Linked DNA regions of Mus musculus: region 1 is linked to region 2. A link is a contact called in public HiChIP or PLAC-seq data. All regions are on one chromosome and are shown on one strand. Each heading gives the region's core, a stretch centred on a gene start, on an enhancer-like site or on the middle of the called end of the contact. The rest is flanking DNA. Distances are from core to core; before and after follow the strand shown. Region 1 holds the start of Pou3f4 (POU domain, class 3, transcription factor 4). Region 2 has its middle 320 kb from the start of Gm26108.

Evidence for each region. HiChIP or PLAC-seq counts read pairs in DNA pulled down with a chosen protein or histone mark.
Region 1: a contact with region 2 is called in an H3K27ac HiChIP or PLAC-seq map of neural progenitor cells, with 8 times the contacts expected there. The contact joins the promoter of Pou3f4 here to the enhancer-like site in region 2. A contact is called at or near these places in 2 of 484 Hi-C or Micro-C datasets (cerebellum and cochlea) and 10 of 115 datasets of contacts at active chromatin or transcription factors (astrocytes, differentiating embryonic stem cells, embryonic forebrain and 6 more).

Annotation. Positions count from the first base shown.
Region 1 is chrX:110,812,786-110,816,796 of GRCm38.p6, forward strand. It overlaps Pou3f4 (POU domain, class 3, transcription factor 4), which reads left to right and starts at 1,594. Exons shown (of 1, transcript NM_008901.2): 1 at 1,594-4,011. The coding sequence starts at 1,680. The coding sequence ends at 2,765.
Region 2 is chrX:110,301,133-110,304,938 of GRCm38.p6, forward strand. No RefSeq gene overlaps it. Among named protein-coding and RNA genes, the nearest start is that of Gm26108, 320 kb to the right of the region's middle. Within about 2 kb of position 1,754, at least 2 of the 459 cell types and tissues checked have an H3K27ac peak or open chromatin away from gene starts, as enhancers often do. A contact at or near this core is called in neural progenitor cells, where this site is marked.

The DNA.
Region 1 (4,011 bases), core at 344-2,843, 510 kb after region 2:
AGATCTGTCTTCTTAGAGAAACTAATGCCTTAATGACTTTCTGGTAGCTGCAAGCCTTCTTTTATTTCAGCTAAATATATGAAAATGTATGCAAATTTAAATCAAGCTTAACCTAGGAGCTCTTGCAATATATTTAATGGAATTTCAAACCAATAAGGGAACTCTGATGCCGTCTTCTGTAAGAGCAAATATAATTACACAGCTAGGTTGCCTCCAAAATTACAAAACAAAAGGGCATTTTTAAAACTTCAAATTTGGTGTGGGGTAGTGTGTTTTGCTTTTTCCCAGCTGCTAGTGTAATTCTAAAATCTTTGCATTTCTCCTAACTCTGCTTCCAAGCAACAACACCTTTACATGGGGCTGTGAAGGTAGTGGAGTTAGTCTACTCTGACTCATAAAAGCCTTTCTTTTAACCAAAATTTGAAAAACAGTTGGGTCCCCAAGGCTGAAAGCTAACTCAAGCTTTGTGGCAGTTGTGGAGGGATGGAGGAGTTGAAAAAGATGTCTAGCCACCAAGATCTCTCTCACCGGATTTCTTCCAGTTTTCCCCCACCCCCTTCATCTCCCTGCTCTTCTCTTCCCTCTCTCCTCATTTCTCCTCTCTGATTCTCTAAATTTTCAGAAATTCGTAGAGGAAGCATGATTCTCAATATTTCCTTCTCACTGCCAAGGAAGCAGGATACAAATGTTTCAAAGAGTTGTCAAGGGGCAGCATTAGGCAGGCATGGTGTTATGAATGCCTTCCCTTCTGCCTACTGGGAGTGGGGGAGTGGGTTTTCAGTGTGTCGGGGTGAGCGTGAAAGATGACTGCGGGCTTCAGCAAGCAGCTCCCCTGGCATAGTGGAGAGACCTCTGATGGAAACTGGCAGGGGAGCCAAGATAAAGCCAGGTTTCCAATTAACCAGCAAACTTCAAACTGACTGAGTCTTCCAAAGATCACTTTAAGATTTACATTCCAAAACCTTCATACACTGAATCTAAATTTTAAGAAAAAAAAGGGGGGGGTATCGTTTAAGCTTTTTAATTTCTTATAAATGAAATATAAGTGAGCAACATATACTGGGATAACGTTTATTGGATCATGGAAATTTTATTTGGGGTTCTGACCTAAGACATCGCTCTTTGCTCAAAGTTTGCAGATGCCTTTTATTTTCCCTGTCCACACATTAACCCAAACGCTAACTAAACCGGAATTCTTTCATGCATTAAGATCAAAATGATATTTTAATTTGTTTTATTTATTTGTTTTAATTTAAATAAGTTAAAAGGCGACCTGAAACTGAAGTTAGCCTCCTCGCTGCCCCTCCATACAAATATCTACCTTCTATTTATTCTCTGCCACTAACAGCCTTGTAGTCTCCGGGAGGGGGGAAAGGGTTAACTAAAAGAGCCGCTGCCACTCTGAGCTAGGCAGCCAATGGAGCCTAAAGATTGATTCACTTCCTGCTTGGGTCTCACTGAAACTCCCGAGCTTTGCCAGCCTAATTTGGAAAGCGAGCTCGGCCTCCCGCACCACCATTGGCTGTGTTTATGCCTGGCCAGGCCAAGTCGCACTGCGATTGGCCTCCGCGGGTGCCGGTAACCCGCGCTAGCGGCTTTGGTTCCCCCGCACCATAGATGTCAAAGGCTGAAGCTGCTCCCTTTGCCACATTATAACTAGTAGAGGATCCTCATCGACCATGGCCACAGCTGCCTCGAATCCCTACAGCATTCTCAGTTCCAGCTCCCTTGTCCATGCGGACTCCGCGGGCATGCAGCAGGGAAGTCCTTTCCGCAATCCTCAGAAACTTCTCCAAAGTGACTACTTGCAGGGAGTTCCCAGCAATGGGCATCCCCTCGGGCATCACTGGGTGACCAGTCTTAGCGACGGGGGCCCGTGGTCCTCCACATTGGCCACCAGCCCCCTGGACCAGCAAGACGTGAAGCCGGGACGCGAAGATCTGCAACTGGGCGCAATCATCCATCACCGCTCGCCGCACGTAGCCCACCACTCGCCGCACACTAACCATCCGAACGCCTGGGGAGCGAGCCCTGCTCCAAACTCGTCCATCACGTCCAGCGGCCAACCCCTCAATGTGTACTCGCAGCCAGGCTTCACCGTGAGCGGTATGCTGGAGCACGGGGGACTCACTCCACCACCAGCTGCTGCCTCCACACAGAGCCTGCATCCAGTGCTCCGGGAGCCTCCAGACCATGGTGAGCTGGGCTCGCACCACTGCCAGGACCACTCTGATGAAGAGACTCCAACCTCTGATGAGTTGGAACAGTTCGCCAAACAATTCAAACAAAGAAGAATCAAGTTGGGCTTCACGCAAGCCGACGTGGGGCTGGCACTGGGCACACTGTATGGCAACGTGTTCTCGCAGACTACCATCTGCAGGTTCGAGGCCTTACAACTGAGCTTCAAGAACATGTGCAAGCTGAAACCGCTATTAAATAAGTGGCTGGAGGAGGCTGATTCATCCACAGGAAGCCCGACCAGCATTGACAAGATCGCTGCTCAAGGCCGCAAACGCAAGAAGCGAACCTCCATCGAGGTGAGTGTCAAGGGCGTACTGGAAACACATTTCCTCAAGTGTCCCAAGCCTGCAGCGCAGGAGATCTCCTCGCTGGCAGACAGTCTCCAGTTGGAGAAAGAAGTGGTGCGTGTCTGGTTCTGTAATAGAAGACAAAAAGAAAAAAGAATGACTCCGCCAGGGGATCAGCAGCCACACGAGGTTTATTCGCACACGGTGAAAACAGACGCGTCCTGCCACGATCTCTGACTGGAGGAAGCAAGGAGGTGGCCCGCTGCACTGGGAGCAGTGCTGATACAATTCTCTCTTTACCTTCCTTTCAGCATTACATCCTTTATTGTTGCTATCTCTCTAGCTTGCTAGCTCTTCTTTTCTTTCACAGGGGTTTCTAACTTCTTATGACTTATGTTAAGAAAAGAAACACACACACGCGCGCGCGCTCAGGCAAACACGCACGCACGCGCGCGCGCGCGCGCGCGCACACACACACACACACACACACACACACACACACACATACACACACACATTCAGGCTTCTCAACTCTGAAACACAATTATATTAAGAAGTCCAGGTGGGGACCCTGTATTCCCTGCTGCCAGGACAATTTCCCTCCAACCTTTTTCTGCTGATCAATATATATTGTTTACTCTGAGTAAGATTTGTTTGGTTGCTCCTCTCTAAGAAGGGCAAGGAGCTGGGTAACGGGTGGGGGGCGGGGGAGGGTGGGAAGACAGATGTGTGCCTATGAATAACCTTTCAGCGCCTTGGTTATAGCAGCTGTATTTCAGGTGAAATCTGTTTTACAATAGACTAGTTTTGCATTTTTTTAAAACTTCTATAGCGTTTCTAATTGTCTGCGGTGTTTTACTACAAGCTGTACACAATATTTGTGAGATAATTTGTATCTAATCGACCACTCCACATTATTATTGCTATTATTATTATTTCTTCATTGAGCTGATGGGTTTTTAATTGCTTAAAAAGGGAGGGAGGCTGAAAGGAGGAGAGAGAAAAATGCTCACCTCCTGCACTCCCACACTTGAGGAGAGGATATGGTGGAGAAAGTTGTTGATGCTTCTATTTTCCCCCCCGGAACTGAGTGCCTATATGGGCAGAACAAGCAAACTGAATAGGTTTGCAAAGTAGCCTGAAGGCTATTTCGCTGCTTTTTTGCCCCCTCCCCCGACTTTCACGGAACTGTGGAGCCCTGGAAGGCTTCCACAGCACAGATCCCGGTGCCCCAGAAGGATTCAGCTGTGGCGCGAAGAATGGGATGTGAGCGACCTGAAGGATTCTGAATTCACCAAGGTCGTGAATGCCTGTGCGTGAAGTTTCCCACAGGCCGCCAGCTTAGTCGGGTTGACAACCTGCGCTACCCTATGTACACTCTCCTAGATGAAAGACTTGGCCTTCACAAATGGTGGCTTTCAAAGGAGACCACTACCCAAAGACTCTGGCGCCCTATTGGGCCAGCGCCTCCCAGTTCAGTTCA
Region 2 (3,806 bases), core at 504-3,003:
AAGTAAAATAAAAATGCTCAACTAAGCCAGTATGAAAGGCATATTGGAGACAACAAAGTCTATTTAGATTTCTCAGGAAGAAAAATTACCAATCTGTATTCACATGGAAAATTCCCTTTTCCTTTCCTTTCCTTTCCTTTCCTTTCCTTTCCTTTCCCTTTCCCTTTCCCTTTCCCTTTCCCTTTCCCTTTCCCTTTCCCTTTCCCTTTCCCTTTCCCTTTCCCTTTCCCTTTCCCTTTCCCTTTCCCTTTCCCTTTCCCTTCCCCTTTCCCTTTCCCTTTCCCTTTCCCTTTTTCTTTCCCTTTCCCTTTCCCTTTCCCTTTTTCTTTCCCTTTCCCTTTCCCTTCCCTTCCCTTCCTTTCCCTTCCCTTTCTTTTCTTTCCTATTCTCAAAAAGGCTATGGGCTATTTGAAGTATCCCTAAAATATCTGCTAAAACTTGAGATTGTCTTTTTCTTTCTTAAAGGAGTTTACAACAAGGAAAGAATTTGCATCTAAATGCTTTCTACAACAAACATAGCAAAAGGACATACAACTTTCTGCCACTTTCCCTCTTGATATAAAATTCATTTTGGTGATATGAACAGGAGCAGACTGGGTTTGGAGGGTAGAAAATGATTATGAAGAGAAGAGGATCAGCTAGAGCAAATTTTAAATTACCAAAATGGCACCTAATGCTTTTTATACTAATGAAAGTATAGAGCATTAAAAAACGTGTTGCATTTAATTTATTTTCAAAGACAGAATGAATATATTAATTAATTTCTAGTTGTAAATGTAAGATTTTCACTATATAAAATCCCAACAAAATAGTAACTGTATAAGGAAAAGTAATTTGTTTTAATTAGAATAAAACTGATTTTTAAGACTTTTCTTAAAGTAATATTAAAAGCAAAAAGTTTTAAAATGCTAGGCACCAAATATTCATATCGCATATTTGTATGTACTCTTTATGGTTGAAATTTGAAGTTCCTGAATATTATACAATAGTAAAGAAAAACAATCACTTTTTAAAATCATGAGTCTATTATCATACATTGATTTGATTGTAAGGGATATGCTAACACTGTAAACCACAGTGTTCTTTTCCTTTACCTGTGTCAGCAATAACCCTTGAGTTACAGCTGTGCCATTAGTCTAGATCATTGTTCATTTATTCATTCATTTTATTTGAAACATTTTTTTGCTATTCTGCTTTTCTTGCTATTTAGGTGCTATGTGCATTATGAAAATGGAGATAGCATTGTTTGTGATGTTGAAAAGCCCACGATGGTTCTAAATGCAAAGAAAAAAAGGAAGAAAGAAAGAAAGAAAGAAAGAGAGAGAGAGAGAGAGAGAGAGAGAGAGAGAGAGAGAGAGGAAGGAAGGAAGGAAGGAAGGAAGGAAGGAAGAAAGAAAGAAAGAGAGGAAGAGAGAAAGAGAAAGAGAGAAAAAAGACGTCTGCAACACATAGGCTGAGTTGGTTTGCTACGATAATTACAATGGTGCACAAACTAACTGTAAATGTTATATGAAAAGTTTGATTTTTATTCTGTAAGTAAAAAAAGAAAGTGGAAAGTTTCTCTTCCTTTTTTTTCTTTTCAAAGGAGAGATCTGATGAAAACAGTGCTCTTCTGAAGATACAATTTCTTGCCCTTTTTGTTGTGCTGAATTAAAATAGCAAGGAGGCTGAAAGCAAACAGGCCAGTGAGGAAGCCAGTGTCATGGGAGGCGGCAGAATTACAATGGTACTGCCAGTGTACAAACACAGAAGGAAAAGTCAGTCAATTCCAGTGACTGCTTGGCTGCGGCTGGAAACTGGAGCAACAAAAGGATGGAGTGCTAGCTGGCCACTGAAGGAATTGAAAGGGAATAGTTTCTGATGTTAACTTCAAAACCTGGTAATATTGTCTTTGATAACAGCAGTAGATAAATGGAGCACCTCTGTATATGCACTGGTGCTGGTGTTGAGTTTCAGTTTTAGTGGAAAAGTTTATGAGAAAAGAAAAAGAAGAAAGAAAACAAATTCCAGAAATTCCACATTTTGGCAATGAATTTTAACTAAAGGACCTAGGCCTAAACATTAGAAGCTCCTGGTCATATTCTGGGTCTTACCAGAAGCCATTTCTCTGTTCCCCCTTCTCTTTGTCAGCAGGCTGCATGCAAACATACTTCTCTCCCAGGGATATTCACTGAGGGAAGAGGGAGTGATTAGCCATTTGGAGAGGGAAGTGGACATAGAAATACTACCTTCCTTATGCTCAGTACAAACCAACTCACAGGGTAACAATGGCAATGGGCAAAATCGAAAGAAGACACTTTGGTGATTATACACACACACACACACATATGAGAGAAGAAAAAAAGGGGGGGGGGCACCTCAGTCAGTACCTGTTGGTCACCTCTAGGTCTGCACCAGTGAGTGCTTGCCTCTAAGGAACCCTTTTCTCTTTTCCTTCATGAAGCTGGTTAGACCATAGAAAGCAAGTGAAATCATCTTCTGAGGGGCACTGGGAACACATGAAATGAGAGGGGGCAACTTTTAACTGGGTGATTTTTCACGTCTATAAAGTCCGCTTGGATTTTTCACTCGAACACAATAGTACTAATCTTGTGTCTATAGAGCCTCTCTTTATAGAGAATTCTGATTATATTTTTTTTTAAAATTGATGCAAAGAAAAAATATTTACTTTTAGAGTACTATGTATAATTTACATTAAATTTCCTGTGGGAAACAACAGTAATAATGTTATGCAAAGACTGAAAGGAATCACTAGAGTTGGCGTTTTTCCCACTTTCCTTTTACCACTTCCTTATATATATTCACCAGATCATTTCCTTATAAAGCAGAAGTAGACTGACCAAATTATACATTTGGTTGAGAGAATAAATAGTCACTGTTATGATCCGAAAGATCCTCTAGTACTTTCATTGAAATATTTATTTTTGTACTAGATTACCTAATGAAACTCCTCCAGTCCTTTCCAAGAGATTAGCAGAAAGCATATTAAACTATTCAGGTTTGTTCCAGTTTCCCAAGACACAGAGAAATCCTGAAAGGACATGTGATTTCTGAATGCATGCTGTCAAGTGAAAGCAGCCGAAAAAGCCAGAAGAACACATTTCTCTCCTAGGCATGTTTCCTCTGGTACAGACAAGAAAGCCAGAAGATGGCAAGTTACATTTTCATAAACAGCTTATCAGGCCACAGCCTAGTTTAAAACCCAGAAGGAAATCCACAACAGAAACTTCAGAAAGCTAAAGCATACTCACTATAAAAAACAAAGGGACTGAAGATCTGAAATATTGAAAGGGAAATAGGCGACTGCCTGAAGATCCCATATAAGGAGGTAAAAGAGAAACTTTACAACCGAAAGTTTTAATATTATGATAACTTGTACCAAAGATCAAAAGGAAAAAATAGAATTGCAGTTCTGAAAGTGTTAAATACATGAAAATATTAGAGATAGAAAATTTCCAACAACAGAAATATCTCTAGATACTGCCTCATTTTGCTTTTTAAGAATTAACTATGGAAATAGGCAAACTCAACCTCACCTCTTACCTTAGGTTAAGACATACAGTAAGTTCAAACCACAGACTGAGACACTGAGAACAGCTCGCAGAGAAGCATTTTAATTCAGTCATTTGGCCTAGAGTTTAAGAATGAAAAGACATTCAGACCATTGCTGCCAGGATTGTGAACTGATTTTGTAAACTAAATGGAAATCCCTCAAATTGAAAGGGAAAATAAAATGTATATCTGAGATTTGTGTGATCGTGGTCAAAGTCATTTTTCCATCTACAAAATCTCTCTCACACACAAAT